Linked DNA regions of Mus musculus: region 2 is linked to region 1. The links are chromatin contacts, called in public HiChIP or PLAC-seq maps. All regions are on one chromosome and are shown on one strand. Each heading gives the region's core, a stretch centred on a gene start, on an enhancer-like site or on the middle of the called end of the contact. The rest is flanking DNA. Distances are from core to core; before and after follow the strand shown.

What was found. HiChIP or PLAC-seq counts read pairs in DNA pulled down with a chosen protein or histone mark.
Region 2: a contact with region 1 is called in an H3K4me3 HiChIP or PLAC-seq map of embryonic stem cells, with 7 times the contacts expected there. The contact joins the enhancer-like site here to the promoter of Selenok in region 1. A contact is called at or near these places in 6 of 39 promoter capture datasets (the HPC-7 cell line, embryonic stem cells, hippocampal neurons and 2 more) and 6 of 115 datasets of contacts at active chromatin or transcription factors (the 230-238 cell line, bone marrow-derived macrophages, embryonic basal ganglia and 3 more).

Annotation. Positions count from the first base shown.
Region 1 is chr14:29,966,653-29,970,930 of GRCm38.p6, reverse strand. It overlaps Selenok (selenoprotein K), which reads right to left and starts at 2,551. Exons shown (of 5, transcript NM_019979.2): 1 at 2,395-2,551; 2 at 815-905. The coding sequence starts at 2,413.
Region 2 is chr14:30,428,011-30,432,288 of GRCm38.p6, reverse strand. It overlaps a transcript of Cacna1d not described here. Among named protein-coding and RNA genes, the nearest start is that of 4831407H17Rik, 28 kb to the left of the region's middle. Within about 2 kb of position 2,473, at least 9 of the 459 cell types and tissues checked have an H3K27ac peak or open chromatin away from gene starts, as enhancers often do. A contact at or near this core is called in embryonic stem cells, where this site is marked.

The DNA.
Region 1 (4,278 bases), core at 1,302-3,801:
TACTAGTGCTGTGACGAAACACCAGGACCCAAAGCAAGCTGGAGAGGAAAGGGGTTTACTTGACTCACAGTTCCACAGTCATAGTCCATCACTGAAGGAAGTAAGGAGAAGAACTCAACTAGGGCAGGAACCTGGAGGCAGGAGCTGATGCTGAAGGGGTGCTGCTTCCTGCCTTTCTCCCCACAGCATGTTTTCTTACAGAACCCAGGGGTGTCCCCATCAACAATGGGCTGGGCCCTCCCACATCAATCACTAAGTAAAAATGTCCTACGGGCTTGCCTCTAGCCTGATCTTATGGAGGCATTTTCTCAATTGAGGTTCCTATTTTCAGTAATTCTAACTTGTGTCAAGTTGACATAAAACTTGCCAGCCCAATACTCAATGAAAGGGGGACGTATCCTTCTCTATCTACTCATGACTTTCCAAACAGGAGACATTCAAATATTTACTCAATTCAGGGTAAGTAAGACCTGGTAGTAACTGGCTGGCAGTTTAGGTAGCACAGCACGTAATGGTCAGACACCACCCCTCATCTAATACACAACTACTTAAAATGCCTGAGACCTCATCTAATACAGAACTGCTTAAAATGCCTGAGAAGTCGACATTTTTTTTTCCCCATTATCAACTAACCCTTCATTAAAAGTTCAGAACCAGGAGTGGTGGCACATTCTTGTAATTTCAACACTTAGGAGGCTAAGGCGGGGTGACTACAATGACTTCCAGAACAGCTTAGACTCTCTATAACACTAAACCAGCTATGAGACTAAATAGCAACACTTGGTCTCAATTAAAGAAATGCTTTTATACTTACAAGAAAACCACGAATTCTGCTATTCCCCAGAAGAAGTCTGTTAGGAAAGACACTCTCCATGGGGACTGATTCCTGCTGTCCAACACCTGACCTACAGAATTAAAGAAAGAAACTGAGGTAAGTGCCACAAGTCCACAACTCGGCGCTGCCTTTAATCAGCGGAGCAACACCAATGAGCTCAGCTTTTGACTTGTTGGCTTCTTCAAGCCAGTCAACATCAGAGGTCCACTGTGAGTGCAGTCAAACTCTGGGATCTAGCGTTCACTCCTTCGATAGATGTCTACTTTCAGTATGTAATTCTCGGAGGCGAACTCATTCTAGGCATCTCTTTGCCATCTCCTTCTCACTGGTAAAATGCACATGACATTTTAGTGGCGAGATGGATGCAGCAGAAGAACACTGATCACTTTTGAGTGCATAGCTGTATGAGCTAGTGACCTAAATTGCAAATAACAGAATCTGCGAGCGCTCGAAACTGAAGATGGAATGATGATGCTTCCTGTAGTGCCCATCACACCACCTATCCCAAAGCTTTGTAATCAGGAGGTGAAATCCTGAAAAAAGCCGAGAAATTCAAAGTGCTCTCAGCCCTAAGACTTCTGCTAATCGCCCTACTCTCTAGAGATACAGAGATGAATCTGATACAACCACACCTATTTCCAGGGCCCCAAGAGAGTCTTGTAGAAATGCGCCAAGGAGTCTCACCTAAGTCACACAGGTGGGCAGATGGTTCTGGCACTGATACGACCTTCTCAGGCTGTATTTTTTTCTTTTCCAGTAATTGGAGACTTGCTTCCCAAGTTCTTTCAAACTGGGTAAAGTCTTGGGCTTAGGACTAGCTACACTTTTAGGGGAGAAAAATCTGTCACAACTTTTGTATTGCCTGGCGTGGTGGTGCTTGCCTTTAATTTAATCCCACTACTCCGGAGTCAGAGGCAGGAGGATCTTTGGGAGTTAGTGGCCACCTTAGCGTACACAGTGAGTTACAGGGCAGATAAAACTACAAAGTGAGACCCTGTCTCCAGATTTTATTTATTTTTTTCATATTCTTGCTAGTCCTGCATCACCACCATCGCCATCATTATTGTACGCATTATAGAGGCAGTATGGTAGGTAATACTGGAGCCAACCTGAGTTCAATTTAACCTAAATTTCATATTGCCTTTGTGATCTTTAGCGAGCTAGTCAATCTATGTCTCAGTCTGCATCCGAAAAACAGGGATAGAAATACACCATCTGAATAGAACAGTTACAAGGATGAAAGAGATGCTAGGCAAAGAACGCGGCTCTAGCGGCCCAAACAAAAGCGCGTTGTATCCGGACCGGGTTAGCGTCTCTGTCATTCCCGGGTTAAGGACACCCGCGCCCGGGATCACTATCGCAAACCCACAATCGGAAAATTGGCTGTACCAGGAGGCTTCAGGGTCCCCCAGCGGCACCCGGGGACCTTCTGGGCTGCGCCTCGGCTCCCACCGCCTCCGCTTCCCACTCCTTCCGGCCACTGGTGTGGGGGAGGCCGCCCCAAGCTCAGGACCCGGCGAGTCAGGACAGAAGCGGCCCAGGGTAAGGCTCTCACTCACCATTCGAGATGTAAACCATCTTCCCTCCGGTTGCCTGCTTCCTAGCGACAGAGAAGACCGGACGCCCCTGTTGTCGCCGTACCTAGCCTCCCGCCCCGCCCTGTACGTCACAGGCCACTGACAGACCCAAGTCAGGCTAGAGGTGGGTCGAGCCCATTGGCTGCTGGGAGACCACTCCTGACTAGAGGTTCCGCCCAGTCACACAAGTAACTTCCGCTGGCGTGGATACTGCCTGAGTCAGGAGACCGGATATGACGTCTAGGAGAAACATTGTTTGAGGGTCCTTTTCCCCACCCCCCTCACTTGGTTCCGGTTTGACCGAGAGTCTTTGAGGCCACAGCACTGCCGACCGGAAGTTGCTTGCTAGTTGGCAGACACGCGCAGGGTTCGGGTCCGAGGTGGCTCGAAGGGCTTGGAGGGCGGAACGTTCCTCAGCTTTCCAGATGTGTTGCTGTCTTTTGGAGTGGCAGGGAGAGGCTCTGAGGCGGTGTCTGGGACATGAAGAGCTTTAACCATCAGGTTTTGCTGAACTCACTTTTAAGTCCCTCTGGACCGTATTCCCTTTAAGCCGGTTATTTCTGCTCTCAGTTTATTTGTTTTGCTTTTTTGAAACAGGACTCACACTGTATTCCTGGCTCTGAGCTCACATTGTAGACGAGGCTGGCCCTAAACGCAAAGATCTGCCTGCCTCTGCCTCCGTAGCGCAGGGATGAAAGACAAGCCTCACCACACCCAGCTGGTTTTTGTTTTTGTCTTTTGTCTTGTTTTTGTTTGTTTTTGATTTGGGATCTGTGTATCCCAGGCTGCCCTTGAACTCACTTTGTAGACCAGGCCTATACCAGTACTCATGTGGCATAGGCAGGTGGATCTGTATAAGTTCAAGAAGTGGAATTTGTTATTTTTCGAGACTGTTTTTCTGTGTAGCCCTGGCTGCCCTGTAACTAGCTCTGTAGAGCAGGCTGTTCTTGAACTCAGAGATCCACCTGTCTCTTGCCTCCCAAGTGCTGGGACTAAAGGTGTAACCAACACCCAGCTAAGAAGTGGCATTTTTAATAGCTGTAGAGACACAACTAGGGAAAATCAAATGAACTTCAGAATGACAATTTCCTCTGCTTGTCAGCATTGTAGACGTGACATATGCGTTAGAAGGCAGGTCTTGGGCATCCAGTAAGTTTGAAGAAAATTCCTTGCTGCCCCTGTTGTGTTTCCTTTGTGGTGCGGGGAGTGGGGGTGAGGAGAGGGGAAGGGAGGAATGAGGTGTGCAGTCAGTACAGAAAGGGAGAGTTGGGTGTTTTCCACCTTATTGGACTGGCTAGGGAGCTCTGGCCATCTGCCTGTCTCATCCTCCAGGATAGGTCTGAGTTGTGTGCAACCACTGTTGGCTTTTACATGACTGCTGGGGATTCTAAAATCCAGGCCCTCATGTCTGTGTAGCAGTCACTTTACCCACCGAGCTCTCTTCCCAACCTGGGTCCGTGATTTTTCTCAAGGGCCTTTCTAGACCTGGGCTTAAACCATGACGTTGCCTCTCACTCTCTGTGCTCTCTTTTCCTTCTAACTGAAATCCCTGGTTATACTTTTGTCAGACTGCAACAAGAATGATTTATTTAAAAAAAACAAAACAAAACTTTGTTTTGCTTAAAACCCTTTAGACACTAAAATGTAGTGATCTCCCATTGCTCTTACAAACTAGGTCCTTTTCAGTATCCACTGATATAGCCTGACCTGTTCACTTGATTTTAGCTTCTGCTACACATTCCCACCCAAAACACACTCTGGCAATAATTTTTTTTTTTTTTTTACAGTTTTGTGAGTGCCCTAAGTCTTTTCATCTCCCTGAACGTGCACATAGCTATTCTTCCTGTAACACGTTAACTGACTCAC
Region 2 (4,278 bases), core at 1,224-3,723, 460 kb before region 1:
CCCAGAGGACAGCAGGAGACAGATGAAGAGATTAGAAACATTTCAAGTCTTACAGGGAAGTGGGGAAGGAGAAATATCTTTCCAGGTAATAAAAATCAGAACCCAGCCATACATGATAGTACAGGCTTGTAATCCTGGCACTTGGAAAGCTTTGTTAGAGCATGGCTGCAAGTTCAAGGCTAGCCTGGGCTACATGGAAATAAAGATCCTGAGTTAGAAAACCAAAACTAGACCCAAACAAAATTCCCCCTAACAACCTCTTTGCCAAAAGAAGCAACAACTAAAAACCTCTTAGGGGAGTATTTATACATTCTCATTTACAAAGTGTTTCTCCACACACCGTCTTACAAGGGTCTCAGAGAGCACTGCTGGGCAGGACAGTTGGTATTCTTACTTCAGGAAAAATACAGACAGAATAATATGTTTGTTTGTTTGTTTGTTTATTTATTTTTGAGACAGAGTTTCTCTGTATAGCCCTGGCTGTCCTGGAACTCACTTTGTAGACCAGGCTGGCCTCAAACTCAGAAATCCACCTGCCTCTGCCTCCCGAGTGCTGGGACTAAAGGCGTGCGCCACCACTGCCCAGCGAATAATATGATTAAGAATCCAGTTTGTAAACACTGGGCCTCAAACTGACCTTACTTCAAGTCCAGAACTCTTTGTTTTAAAGATGTCTTTTCATTTAAAAAATACCTTTTTATTTGCATCTTTTAATTGACATTTAATATTTGTATATATTTCTAGAAGTTTGGACTGATAACTTACATATATGCATAGCATGTAGTGATTACATTAGGATAATTGGCACTTCTGTTTCCTCAAACATTTATCATTTCTGGCAGAATCCTTTACATCTCTTATCTCTTCATTTATGATATTAGATCTAAAGAAATCGTGGAGGCCTGACATCGAGGTATTAGCTATTATTGTCATGCTTTCTTCCTTACTTACCAGGCTCAGTGGGTAAAGGCGATTGTGGCCAATTCTGAGTTCAATCTCCGCAACCTACAATGTGGCGGGGAGAACAGACTTCTGTCATTGTCCCCCGGCCTCCACACAGGCGCTGTGGCGCACATGTATCCTCCTTCACACATGCACAAAATGTAAAAGAAAAAGGGACTCATCTGGCCTTGATGGGGTCTTGTAAGCTTCTTAGGACACAGACTCAGGCAGGCTGAATCAGCCTCTGTGTTTTAACAGGCTTGCTTTCTCTTTAAAATGCCACAATGTAATTATTTTTCGATCAGGCAAAATTTGAGGTCATGCTTTACTCTGGGATAACATTTGGTTCGAGGTTGGCTGGGTGTGGAACTCGCCTTTCAGCTCACCCCAGCTGAAGCTGGTGAAGTCGATACACATTTTCAGCCCCTTCCCCATCTGGGAGGATTAGTTAGGCTCAGGCTTTTTGACTTGAGTTCTCCTCTTGGTTCCTGACCAAGGTAGCTTAGTCTAACCTCGGAGCACTTGCCCTTTTGTATTACCATCTTCCCACTGTGAGTGAGATGCACATAGAGTCTTTAAAAAACTTCCATCCATTTTGATTTCTTTTTGAGAGAGGGTCTCGATGACTTGAGACTGGAGACACACCCACCTCTGCCCTCCATGGGCGCCGCACAGACTTTGCATTCCAATCAGAACTGCCCAGGATCCAAAGCTGGGCTTTCCCTCATTACAAAAGAAGCCCCCCTCCCCCTTCCCTGAGCATAAGAGTCTGCAGGTCAGAGGCACAGGTCACTGGCATGACAAGGACAGTCTGAGCACTGTTGGTGGTGCCTGCTGAAGCCGCTTGCCTGTAACTTCTGGCCCTGCTTATATCCACTCCCAGATGCACCTCTCTTTCAATGGACTCCCGCTGGACCTGCCAACCTTATAATTTGGCAGGTCTTCCAGAACTCAGTTCTACATGGAATTCCATTTCGAGTGGTGCTCCCAGATGCTTCATCTCTACCGAACCAGGAACAGGATTTGAGAAAAGTGGCTGCAGCTCTGCTGCTGAGGGTGTGTCCTTGTTCTAGAGTCTGAAGCTCTACTGTTGGGATCTCCCCCGGGTGTGCCCCCAAATCCTTATCACGGCTTTTCAGTCTGCCGGCTGCGCTGCGTGGACACAGAGAGAAGCTGCTTCCCTTGCAGCTCAGTCCTGCTACAGAACTCTTTCTTGTGCTGGATTCCTCTCAAAACTGGTGACCACGTCATCTGGTCCATGGGTTCCGGTGGCATCAGTGGTATGAAGTTATGTGTTTTTCAAACCCAAAGAAATGTACTCAGCATCGTTTCTTTCTTTTACGTTTAAATTTATTTATTTTTGTCTTTACTGAGGTACAGGGTGCCACCACTTGTCTTTCACTTTGGAGGATACACGTTGGCATACCAGAGATAACTGATTTTATTGGTGTGGCAGACTGTGTAGTCTCCCCTCCCCCAGCCTGAAACCTGCTTGCTCAGGGGTGGAGCTTCCTGCTCATTCGTTCTGCCACGCCCACTGCTGGACCGTGCGGCTTTGCTGTTGGCGGCCGCAACAAGACTGTACTGTTTGCAGGGCTTCTCTCCCACCCTCTGGAGGACATACTTGTTTAAGACCTTAATGTGGTAGGCAGCTGACTAGCCAGCCCGACTGTCAGGGCAGTTATTGCCACAGTTACCAGCATGATGCTTTGTGGGACTTTCAGGCTGGTCTGGCTGGGAGTCTGGTGGGCTGGTAGGAGAGCTGTACAGCTGAGGGTCCAAGATTGTCATAGAGAAGGTTAAAAATGGATACTACTCTTCGTTCTAAGTGAACTTGTGCTGTTTCTGATCGTCGTTTCTGTAAGAGAGAGAGACATCGAAATTACTGTACCATACCACATATTGGAGGCCATCCAGTCTGCCCCATCAGCAAAGACACTGCAGGCAGAGCAGTTGCAATTGGAGTTGCTGCTCAGCTGACTGTATCATGGTCCACTTTGACACTTTAGGACCCACGTCACTTTTCTTTTTGCAGACTCTGGACTGGTAGTTAAGTGAAGTCAAGACTAGCTTCTCTACATCCCTTTGATCTAGATTCACTAATTTTCATCAGGTCTGTTGGAGGCAATATTGATCTGCATTCCGCATCTTGGCCTACTTGTAAGATAAGGGTGGAAGCTTCCAGGGGGGCAGCCACCACCAGCCTCTGAGAGATGCTTGGGAAGCAGTGTAGCCTTTCTGAGTCCTCTGGTAGGTTTTCTGGTTCCCCTGTAGTAGACATTCCATCTCCCAGGCTTTTAATCTCCCTTTCTATCATCTGCTGTGGGTTTATTTGTATGCCTGTTTCACTTAATACAGCCCATTGCCTGGGATGCCTGCCAGGGACTTATATCATGTATCCCTGGAGAGCCCTCCTGAAGCAGTCAACTCTCCATTCTTCATCCTTATGTTTCCTTTACTTGATCCAGCACCCTTGGAGCCTAGTCCCCTGCATCCTCTCTGCACTTATGCCAGGATGTGCTGGCTAGGCCCTCAGCTCCTGTATGGTGTGACCTCCTTCCCCCATCAGCCCACAGCATCTGCTCCTGACTTATCACTCCCCTCCCTGCAGGCTGCTTCAACATAAGGAGCCCTTAGTCTTCATGTTTCCTTGCGACTGGGCTATAGCTGGATTATGCTATGACTTAACATGGCAGCCACGGGGGAGGATGAGAGGGCATGTTGAGGTGTGTGTGTGTGTGTGTGTGTGTGTGTGTGTATACACATATATGGTTTCCTGGAAGAAACTAGCTCTGTTATGTGGGGAGCAGTAGCTGCGTCAGCATTTTTAAGCACTCACATCTCCTGTATGTCATGGCCCCATTCTTGCCCACCTGAGTTTGGTCTTGGCATAGGAAACCTACCGTTTTGCCTAGTTTTATGCCATCTTGAAATTAGCTAAAGTCATCTGAGAAGAGGGAATCTCAGCTGAGAAATAGACTCTGTAAGATCTGGCTGTAGGGCTGAGGAGATGGCTCAGCAGTTAAGAACACTGACTGTTCTTCCAGAGGTCCTGAGTTCAATTCCCAGCAACCACATGGTGGTGGCTCACAACCATCTGTAATGAGATCTGATTCCTTCTTCTGGTGTGTGTGAAGAGAGTAGCAGTGTACTCACACACAGAAAATAAATAATTAAATAAATAGACTATGTTAAAAAGATCTGGCTGTAGGCAAACCTCTAGGGCGTTGTCTTAGTGATTGATGTGGGAAGGCTCAGCCCATTGTGGGTGGTACCACATCCCTAGGCTGGTGGTTCTGGGTTCTATAGGAAAGCAGGCTGAGCAAGCCATGAGAA